Regions from separate parts of the Neogale vison genome. Here region 2 is linked to region 1. Evidence: chromatin contacts called from public Hi-C data. All regions are on one chromosome and are shown on one strand. Each heading gives the region's core, a stretch centred on a gene start, on an enhancer-like site or on the middle of the called end of the contact. The rest is flanking DNA. Distances are from core to core; before and after follow the strand shown.

What was found. A called contact is a pair of places that touch in the nucleus more often than the background predicts.
Region 2: a Hi-C map of muscle shows a contact between it and region 1, with 11 times the contacts expected there. The contact joins the promoter of RND3 here to the promoter of MMADHC in region 1. A contact is called at or near these places in 2 of 3 Hi-C or Micro-C datasets (fibroblasts and muscle).

What each region holds. Positions count from the first base shown.
Region 1 is chr3:48,355,572-48,361,201 of ASM_NN_V1, reverse strand. MMADHC (cobalamin trafficking protein CblD) reads left to right here and starts at 4,321. Exons shown (of 8, transcript XM_044242051.1): 1 at 4,321-4,402; 2 at 4,939-4,998. The coding sequence starts at 4,990.
Region 2 is chr3:49,118,920-49,124,338 of ASM_NN_V1, reverse strand. RND3 (rho-related GTP-binding protein RhoE) reads left to right here and starts at 3,182. Exons shown (of 5, transcript XM_044242052.1): 1 at 3,182-3,604; 2 at 4,078-4,165. The coding sequence starts at 3,455.

The sequences.
Region 1 (5,630 bases), core at 3,072-5,571:
TCTTTACATTTGAAATTTAGAGAATGTTCTTGTAATAGTCCCATTGGCTATTAAGGATCAAGTTTGTTTTTAAATTGTAGAATAGAGACAGCTGGTGTTCATAGTGTGTATTACACTTCTTCCTAGCACAGTTTTTTTATCTTTTACTTATGGTCCTCAAATTCTAGTTCTCATAAAAATTCCCTGGAGAATTTCTTAAAATGCAGCTTCCTAAACCCTCATAGATTCTGATTATACATATCTGGGGTAATGTACATTATTCAAGCCCCAATGCCACCATTCCTTTCCTCTTCCTGGTCAATCTCATGTAAGAGAACATTATTGTATCACCCCCACAAACACTGTGCACATATATGGAAACCAAAGCTGTTTAAGTATAAAGTTCATAGGAGTTCACTGATGATAATGCTGATAATAACGATAAAGATGATCTCAGCTAACATTTATTGCACACTAAGTGCTGTGCACTGTGCTAAATCCTTTACATGGATTATCTCATATAATCTTCTAAATGTATCTATAAAGTAGATAATATTAAGGGCACCTGGGTGGCTTAGTCAGTTAAGTGTCTGACTCTTGATTTCAGCTCAGGTCATGATCTCTGGGTCCTGAGACTGAGCCCCATGTCTCCAGGCTCAGCACAGTGTCTGCTTATCCCTCCGCTCCTTCTCCAGCTCATGTGCACTCTCTCTCTCTCTCTTCCCCTCAAGTAAACAAATAAAGTCCTTTAAAAAAAAGTAGATAATATTATGGTCTCCATTTTAATGACAAGGAGGCAGAAAGATAATTGTTATATCTAATATCACAACTAAGTCCAATGATTGTATGTATCACATTCAAACTAAAAACCAAAATATTAAATAGAAGGCTTCTCTTCCATTACGTCCTAGAGATACAGTCATTCACTCTCTGTAATATTCATGTGTTGCCACCTAGCAATAGGTGGCTAGAACATACAAGGTGCTTCCAGGAAAAGCTTGAGTTTTCTAGAAATGACTAAAATATATGTCTATCTTAACGTATCAAATACTAAAGAGATAGTCCATCACTGATGTGGGCAACTTAAAAAGATGTATTCTTAATAGTAATATGATTGAGTTAAATAATAAAAACCAAGTGTTCACAGATTTTTACATTTACCCACACTCTTTTTAAATTTCTATTATTATCATTTTACATGTTGTTTTCTTGCAACCAGGTAATAGCTCCATGTAGCATTTTTTAAAATAACATGAGATATTGTCTTTGAACTTCTAAAGTGCTTTAGATATGCATGGCTGAACAGAAAATAGTCCATTTTGTCTTTTGGTTTTATAATCCTACTGTTTTTACAGAAAGAACCAGCTGCAACAGAACAGTCTTGCCAAGTTGAGAACTTAGTGATTACTATATATTTCTTAGTTTGTGTAAGTATACATCTTTTGTTATTGAGAATTAGTGTTTCTAGAATAAAAGGGAAGCCATATGTTTACCAAAAAACATCAAAGCAGGCAGCTATAAAAGTCAGATGAGAAAGAAAACCTCCAAGAATTACATATTGGCCTCTGGATAATCTCATAATGTGGTGAATAGATCAATTTTTACAGTTCTTCGATGGTCCTCCTTCATCTCTGTAGAATAAGAACAATCCAAGAGAGAGGGGAAGGGAGAAGGAAAATAGATAAGAGTAAGCTGAAATAAACTGAGAGACAGCTACTTACCTCTCTGTCTTCTGAGTTTTACTGTTGTGGAAGGCATGGAGATGTCGGAGCCAGACAAATCCAACGTTTAATCTCCCATTCACCACTACACGTAATTGTACATCATTGAGCAGTGTACCTAGCCTGAGTCTCATTTTCTTCACTTATGCAGTATAGACACCATTACTCTCCCAGCACAGTTGTCAGATAGATGGATGTCATGAAGGTATGGAGGCTGGAAACAGAAAAACAAAAAGCAGCTGTTGTTAATGGTAGCTTGTTATTAGTGACCCACACTTCTTCATCTATTCAACTTCTCGTATTCAGCAAACATTTATTGATCACCTCTCTGTAGCAGGAATACAGTAAAGTCCTAGAATAAGGTGAACAAACAGATAAAGTCTCTGTCCTCAAGAAGTTTCTGTTTCATCCTCTGAATACCAAGTTATCAAAATTCCACCTCCCCACACCCCACTGCACTGAAATTCCTCTGGAAAAGTCACGGTTGCTGGATTTATCAAATAAGATGAACCTCAATAAGAACATTTTTAACATCTAATAATGTTGAGCAATAATAACAGTAATTCTTGATGTCTAGAATCCTGTCTCCTGATTTCCTTCTACTTTCTGACTGAAACTTGCCAGTTTCCATTGCCAGGTTTTCTTCTGTTACCCCTTTAATTAATATCTCCTAGTATTCTGACTTTGCCCTTTTTCTTTTGTACTCTACAAAAGAAGCTATGTACCCTCTCCCTATGGAAAAAAAATGAATCTATTTACAAATATACAAAAATGTGGATACATTTCAGAAGTGTCACAGACACTCCCTTCTCATAAAGCCTATTGTTGAACTTCAGGATAAGGGGTTCCCATGGCTTGAATAATTACCCATATGTCAAGGACCCTCAAATTTCTGTCTCCTATATAAACCACTTTCCTGAGCAATAGGCCTATTTTCAAATGACTTATTGGCAACTCCACATGAATGTCCCTTAAGCATCTTACAACTGAAGTTATCCCAAACCAAACTCTTCATCATTCTCCGAACATCCGTTCTTCTGGAAGACACTATGTGCGGGAGAGAGAACACTATTTTGAACCTAACAGACCTTGATTTAAGTCCAACCCTGGAAGCTTCAGAAATATACTTAGCCCCTTTCTTCTTTCATTTCTTCTTCATATTTAACATGAGGATAATAGCTCTTTTTCTATATCGTTATGAGAATTAAAACAAATAATGTGAAAAACCTTATCCAAGTGCAACCACATAGTATACATTCCACAGATACTAATATTACTGAATTCCCAATAAAACAAAAGCAACTCTATTCACCAAATATCCTAAGTCAAAAATTTAGAAGTTATCCTCACACACCCTTCCAATCCATCCTCTAAATGGCAGCCAGAGGACCTTCCCAAGATACAAATCTGGTAACGCCATGACTCTGCTTCAGTCTTCCCAGTTGCTTCTCGTTGCTTCCAAGATTACATCTATCTTAGTACTGCACTGAAGACTGACTATGATCATGGCCCCTGTCCATGCCAAACCCATTCCCTTGACTACCTGTAGATCTCCCCAAATGTGCACAGTGTTTCAGATTCCACAACTCTGTTCACACTGCTCCCTTTGCCGGAAGTATCCTCACCCTTCCACATCTTTTCTTGGCATTCTGGTAAACACCCATTCATCTTTCAAAACACATACAAGCATATGTGCTATGATGTTACTCCTGACAGCTTCCTGCCATACTGTTGATCACTGACTCCTTTTATCTCCCACCTGAACCTGACAAATGATTTCTATCGTGGCAAAGATGAATAGCATATGCTTCCTGATCTCAAAAAGCTTACAATCATCATTCAACCAGAAATCCTCTTATATAACCGGGACAAGTAAACCAAAGAGAAATTTCCAAGGCATGAAAAAGTGAGTTGTATGTAACTTCAACACTCAGCTCAGTGGTCCTTTCTTAGAAGCCTTTCTGTGACTCCCAAGCTCCGAGCTGTGTGTGCATGTGTATGCTTTAAGTGTTAGCTATATATAAATTCGTTTGATCTTTACAGTGTGTGGAGCAAGCACTATTATTCTCCTTTTACAGGTGAAGAAACAGAAACAGACCAACTTGCCTAACATTACCTACCCAGAAATATTGGTATGAATAAAGTATGGACTTCAGTTAATTAAAAAACAATTTATAAATGAAAATGATATATGTTTCTAAATAAATTGTTTGATAAATACCTATTGAGCCTATTAAGGGCCTGGGACATAAATAGAAAAACCTAAGTGTCCTAAGCTCGAAAACAGTGATTCTTGGAAAAACCAGTAACTATGATATAAAGAAGTTAAGATTGTATCTCTTGGTGGCAGTTAGAAAGCCTTGGGGTGGAGGAATCTAGCAAATGAACCCATGAGTTAATGAAGGAAACAGAAGGAGCCCTCAACCCAGATCAGGAACCCTCCTCCTTCCACGTCACCCCACCTCACCTTTTCTCCTCCTACATGTTTGCCCGCGGCTATCCAATAGGAGGTAGGCTCTATGGTCCTATTGTGCGCGTGCGCATCATTAATTCGACGATCCTTCCCATCGACGCTTTCAGGAGCAACTTCTTCAGCCTGGTCACTGCCAGCGTCTACGCTACCCCTGCGGCCGTCGCCGCCGCCATTTTGACGGCGCAAAGAGTGAGAGGGTCTGGGACGGCTGGAGGCGGCGGCGGGACTGGTACGGATGGTTTCCACCCGCTTTAGCCCCTCCAGATTCGCCGTCTTCTTGGTGCCACGGCATTCGGTATTGCCCCTATTCCGACAGGGTCCCTGTCGGTGTCCCTAGTCCTGTCACTCCGTCTGCAGGCTGTTTTCGCTTCCTCACCGTCAGCTCCGTTCGAACCCTTTTTTGGAGCTGTGGTCAGACCCCCCCCCCCACCCCGGTCTGTTAAAATGCCCGCTTCGACCCTCGGAACTCTGTCTAAGCCTTCGGCTCCTCGTTCCCCGCCCTCATCTGGTCCGAGTTGCTTGCTGGAGCGGGGGCTGAGGGATGGGGGCCCAAACCGGGAGGGCTGGGTACTGCACGGCCTCCTCTGGGCAGGGATCTGTGCCCTGTAGGGACTGGAGGCCAATTCTGGCCTTCTTGGATTTTAGGGGGAGCTTGGACTTTGGTCGTGGTGGAGCAACAATGGTAGAAGATAGTGGACGTTCCCCAAGTTGTGTGTTACTACAGCTTAATCGCACACTGGCCTGTTTTGTTTTGTACGTTCTCAGGAAGAACTTTACGAAAGGGAAGATAATTTGCGTCTGCTGTCCCCGCTGGAAATGGCCACTGTGAGTAAATTAGTATTTTAAGCAGTGTAGTGGTTTGGGTACTTGTTAGAAAATGGAGGGACGGGTTTAATTATGATAACATCGGTGGCATGTTTCTTGTGCGTAGACGTAGTTGTATGAAAAATGTCAGGGGAAGCAAGGGGCGTGAAATTATGTTGGTACGCTTCGAAGGTAGTTTGGAACACAAAGGTTTTCTACAACACGCGTGTACTTGTTTCTACAAATTCGTTTTTGGAAATAAATTCAGTGCCAACATCCTTTCAATATTTTTTAAAAGACCTTTTGAGTAAATATTTAGAGTTTATTTTTAAACTATTTTTTCTTTTGTTAGCGAAACTGAAGGTTTTGTAACCGCTTCAGTCAAGCGAGTAACCTTCCAAATCGTACAAAATGAGAGCAAGAGATACGATTCTCATAGACCAGAAATATTGATTGCAAGTCTCCAGTTTAGACTCATGCTACTGTAAGGACTTGATATAGTAGGGGACAGTAGAAGTACATGAAATAGCTACAATAAAGGTGTAAAGTAATTATTTCTTAAAATCTACACAAAAGTACATCCAGATTCAAAGCTTTGTGAAGAGGAGAAACAAGGGGTTTGGGATCACTTAATCAGAGAACATTTAATCTGA
Region 2 (5,419 bases), core at 1,933-4,432, 760 kb before region 1:
CAAATAAATAAATAAAATATTAAAAAAATAATAATAATAAAATCCAAATTCTATGATCACATGGCCAAGGCCCAGTTATTTAGTTCCTGCCTGCTCCCTCCTGCTCTGCTACCCATCTTCTCTCCCCTTTGGGGGGACCCAATCCCTCTGGCTCTCCTTCTGTTCCTCATACCTGCCCAACTCTTTCCCTGCATGGGACCTTTTCACTCTCTGTTCCTTTCCTTTCAGGAGAGCTTCTCGTGGCTGATTTGCTCTCATTGCCCTCATTTGCTCATCATTGAAGATTCAACCTCCTCAGAGAGGCATTGCCAAGCCACTGAGTCTAATCCCTACCTACTATGGTTTATCGTGCCACCCGTTTTCTTCTCCATAGTGTTTAGCACATTCATTCTTATTTATGTACCTACTTCCTTATTGTCTCTCTCTGTTTTGAAATATGCACTCTGTGAGAGCAGCAAACGGAGCTGTCTTGTTTATTGTTACATCTACCATTCCTAGAAATGGGCCTGACATATAGTAGGTGCTTAATAAATGTCTGTTGAACTAAATACTAAATGAATTTTTAAAAATATTGACGATCTATGAGACACTGAGCACTAGAGATCCAGAGAAGGAAAGGAAAGGATTCTTGCTCTAATGAGACTCAGAGACTGGTAACTTCAGGCGGTTGGTTTTCTACTCTATTACACAGCCATTAAATTTCACTCAGCAACTGGCAGATTCCTGGAGATTCAGGTCACCTGATTTCCAAAAATAGTCATCCACTATGATTTCAGATTATTCATTGGTAAAGTGATTATACCTCTCATTTTGCCTGGGACAAACCCTGTTTACAACTGCTGTTCTGACATAATCATTAGTAGTACCTTTTTTGCTCTCAAAAGTGCCCAGTTTATATGACAAATGATCTACCTATTCACTGTCAGTCAAATACTAATAATTCATAATTAAGGCTAGTTAGAGTGGCTTACCCACATAGACGATGTCAATTCAGTAATGTGTAATGTCACATCCTATCTCTAGAAAAGGGCAACTTATAAGTTAAAAATCTGAGAGAAGAGAAAGGTAGATCTATTTTCCCAGTTCCAATTAGTGAGTCCATTAATGAGGCCAGTATTTCCCAAGATATGTTCAATAATTCTAAGAAGTGTAAGTAAGAGTTACATGCAAAATATAAAATAGAGCAGAGATGCTTTATTGTGCCACAAACTATTCTGTAAAGTTCACTTGCACCCCCTCATCATCACTATTATGATTCCCATTTTACAGATGATCAAGCTGAGGCTCATAGAGGGTGAAGAACTCGTCCAAGGTCACACAGATCCACTTCTTGGTGATCTTGACCCCAGCCATTGTTCCCACTGCTCTTCGAATGAAAGAACAAATAATTGGATAAAAGCTTCCTGTGCTTAAATAGGGCATGCCGGGTCAAACTATGTTATGTAGGCTACTTTTCCTTTGAACTTTTTTTGTGTCTATAACCGGTGCATCTTGAAGGGGTGAAAAGGACGCAGAGTCTCCATCATTCATGGGGACACAGGACAGTTTTTTGTGAGGAGGACTGAAGTTCTGCTGAGAAAACTTTGGCCAACTCTGCTTTGGGAACTTGATTAGGGCCAGCTATCCCTTTCTCTGGGGCTCAGCCCTACATGTGTGTAAACACCCACCCACACACTGAGTCTGAGGCAGGGTCTTGCTTTGCCGTGGGGGTGGGGGAGCCTCCAGTTTTTCTCTGCTCTGAATGGGAGACAAGACCATCCTTGGATGCATGAGGCTTCATGGTCTTACCATTCAATACTTAACATCTCTGCCTTTAACCCTCCCTTTCAGTGTCTTTTCATTTCCCATACTGAACATTCTGGGTCTTCTTTCTTTCTTTTTTTTTTTTTTTAATTTTTGTTTATTTATTTGACGGAGAGAGAGTGAGAAAGAGCACAAGCGGGGGTGGGAGGGGCAGAGGGAGAGAGTGAGAAGCAGACTCCTGGCTGAACAGGGAGCCCAATACCAGGTGCCATCCCAGGACCCTGGGATCATGATCTGAGCCATAGACAGATGCTTAATTAACTGAGTCACTCAGGTGCCCTGCACGTTCTGAGTTTTTACCTCACCTTCTCATTTATGAGCCTAGAAGTCTCCACAGAGGTATCTATAATATTTTTGACCAATGTCCTTACTACAGTTTAATAGCTGAAACCTTTCCATTTGAAGCACAGGAGACAAAGATGAGAAAAGAAGGACTTCTGATAGAGAAAAGAGAACAAGTGCCTAGCCATTATTGCTCCTCTTTTAGATTTTTGGGGGTGGGTGGGTAGGGGGATGGGTGCGAAAAATGAGGGGTGGAGGGAGCAGAGTTGTACCTGCACTTTCCAACTAAGTACATTTGTGTTTTCTGGATACATCTTTGATTCTAGGGAAGGGGAGGCTACAGATAGAGGAAACCAGGGCAGAATCAGATATCCTCTACCTGGTCTCCTCATTGCAACCCGGGCAATGGCTGCCTTGCCTGTTTGGGCTCCTACTGCAATAGAGCTGAGTTTGCAATGGCTTTTGCACTGAGTTATAAGCATCTCCTGCTTCTCTTTTTTCTCTGTTCCCACCTCTTCTACCCACTCTTCAAAACCTTTCTGCCTCCTCCTGAGTGACTGAAACTGACAGGTTTCAGAAGCCAGTGTGTTGCTGTGACCTAGACAAGCCAGTTCCCGCATCTGAAATAGCCTGGCTTAGCTATTGTTCCATGCCCTATATACGTGATACAAACCATTTCTTTCTTTAAAAAAAAAAAAAAATACAACCACTTAACCCTTCCTAACCCAAGAGAGCTTGCTGTTTTTTTAATGATGGTTTTAACTTGGATGAGAAATGCTTTTGCTTTTACAAATGTTCATGAGGCTTATGTACATCAGCCCCTATTAAAACGTTTTTAAAGGAATCCTAATAAAAATCCCCATGCACAGACATTCCATTTCCCACCTCCTGCTGGACTGGCACAGTCCCATCCATCAGCAAAGCATGGTTGGGGTCTTCAAATTGTCCCGAGGCTTAGTCTGGAAATAGATCCCGCACGGTCCCCCTAGAGGGCGCACTGTTTACATTTTCAGGGAGTAACGAGAGGGCGCTTGCTCCCAGGCTCCATAAAAGGGGAGGAGGCGGATCGGTTTCCTTCTCTCATTGAGAAAGAGGATTGGAAGGCCGGGCGTATAAAGCCTTGCGGAGAGCGTGAAACAAAGCAGTCGGATCGGAATTGGACTTGGGAAGCGCGGTGTGGAGTCAGGCGTAAAACTTGTTGGAGGGGAGTAACGAGCCTGCTCCTCCAGCCCCCCGTCTGCGCGGCGCTTCGAGAGTTCCCACCAGCTTCGGGTTGTATTTTTTTGTATCTGTTTTTTATAGACAGAGAAGTATCTATTTTTCCTCTTAAGAGAAAATTCCTGTTCCAAGAGAAAATAAGGCAAGATCAATGAAGGAGAGAAGAGCCAGCCAGAAATTATCTAGTAAATCTATCATGGATCCTAATCAGAACGTGAAATGCAAGATAGTAGTAGTGGGAGACAGTCAGTGTGGGAAAACCGCGCTGCTGCACGTCTTCGCCAAAGACTGCTTCCCCGAGGTGAGTGCGGCCGGCCGGCCGGGGCTCGGACGCGGGAGGGGTCCGCCTGCGGGGATCCCCCCGTCTGGGGTTGGGCTTCTCCTCGCATTGCCCCCTTCACCCCATTTTCTTTTCCTAAGTAGTCTTTCTTACTACTTTCCCCCTGGTGAGACTGCCGGGAAAGGGAAAGTGAGCTGGAACGTTTCGGGGACGCGTCTGCACATTCCGCTGTTAGCCTCTGAAACTTGTTCGGTCCTGGGTGCGGAACCCGGGTGGGGAGGTTTGGATCCTCACGTCTTGGGGAGCAGGGCGGTGCGGGTGATGAGGCTGGGGTTTCAGAAAGGGGCCGCGTGTCTGGGGGGTGGGATTTTTTCTTTTTTTTTTTTTAAATCGGGGAGTGAGGAAGCGATTTTCAGAGGGTGTTATGCCGGTGTCGTGCTCTGTAGATAACCTCTTTGCCCTCTTTCCTGTCTCTGCCCATTTTGTTTGTCCAGAATTATGTCCCTACAGTGTTTGAGAATTACACGGCCAGTTTTGAAATCGACACACAAAGAATAGAGTTGAGCCTGTGGGACACTTCGGGTAAGAGAGTCCTCGGACCGCGTGGCGCTTGGGGCGGGTTTCCAGCGGCACCGGGTGCGTGGCGGGTCTCGGGACCCCGCGCGGCACGCTCCCAAGCGCCCAACCGCGCACCAGCCGCACACTCTGCGCTCCTGGCTTAACTCGGCCTCTTCCGAGGGATTCCCGCGGTCCCTGCTGGGTGAACGTTTTGTCCCTTCTGGGCGGGGTGGGGGACGACGAGGGCTAGGGGGGAATGGGAGTGGGGAGAGAAGGGCGCTGTGTGCCCGCCGGGTGACCCCGCGGTGGAACCGCTTGTAGCCAGGTGGCCGGGGAGCGGCTGGCTCGGGGGGGAGGGGAGGTCGTTCCCCAGTCGCCTATGGGCGGCCAAGGTGGCCCGATGGGGGTGGGGGGAGAATGCGTGCGGGCCTCTGAACTACCGGGCTCGCGGCAGGCGCCCCTCCAGGAGCTAACCTGATGACTGTCGGAGACGCGGGGAGCGCAGCGGGAGTGGTGGGAGGTGGGGGAGAATCCCCGAAGCGACGCAGTTAACGTGTGTATTCAGCGTTTGGGGCGGGGGGAGCAACGTGAGCACAGGCAGCCGCGGCGCTCCTGACGCCTACAGCCAGGAATGCGCTGGTGGCGCGGGCAGGACCCGGCGGAGCGGTCGCCGGCCCTGGTCTCCGGCCGCCCGCCGCCCGCGCAGTCTCGGTGCGGATCCCCAGATCCTACACCCCTCGCCAGCCCCAGTGATCACGCCGCACCCCGCACCCCCATCCCGGCCCTCGCAGTTCTTTCCTGACTATTTCATCACCCTCTGCCCGCCTGCAAGGCCGCGGGCAGTGCTCTTCGCCTTTGACCTTTCTGTCCAGTTGAATTACTGGCATCGTGGTGAATTATTTTCAAGGGTCCGGGGTTCAAGGCCGGGTTATCGCTTTCTGTGCGCCCACCCACCTACGTAGTGGGCGGTGGTAGAAAGGACGGGTACCCCTGGGGAGGTCCCTAGCACGCGGCTATTAGGGATCTGGCCTGGGCCTGGCTTGGTGGGGGCGGGAGGCGCCACCTGGAATCTCGGGCTGGTACCCGCCCCCCAGCCCCCCACCCCGCAGTGCTCGGAGGATCGGAGGGGGAGGGGAGGAATCCCGTTTCACACTAGGCTGTCGCCTCTGGAGGAGGGGCCACCGGGGAAAGCCGGGTGCAGGCCCCAGCGCTTGGGTCTGGGAGCTTAGCAGGGAGTCGGGCTGCTGCAGGTGGACCGAGCCAAATCCCGGGTGAAAC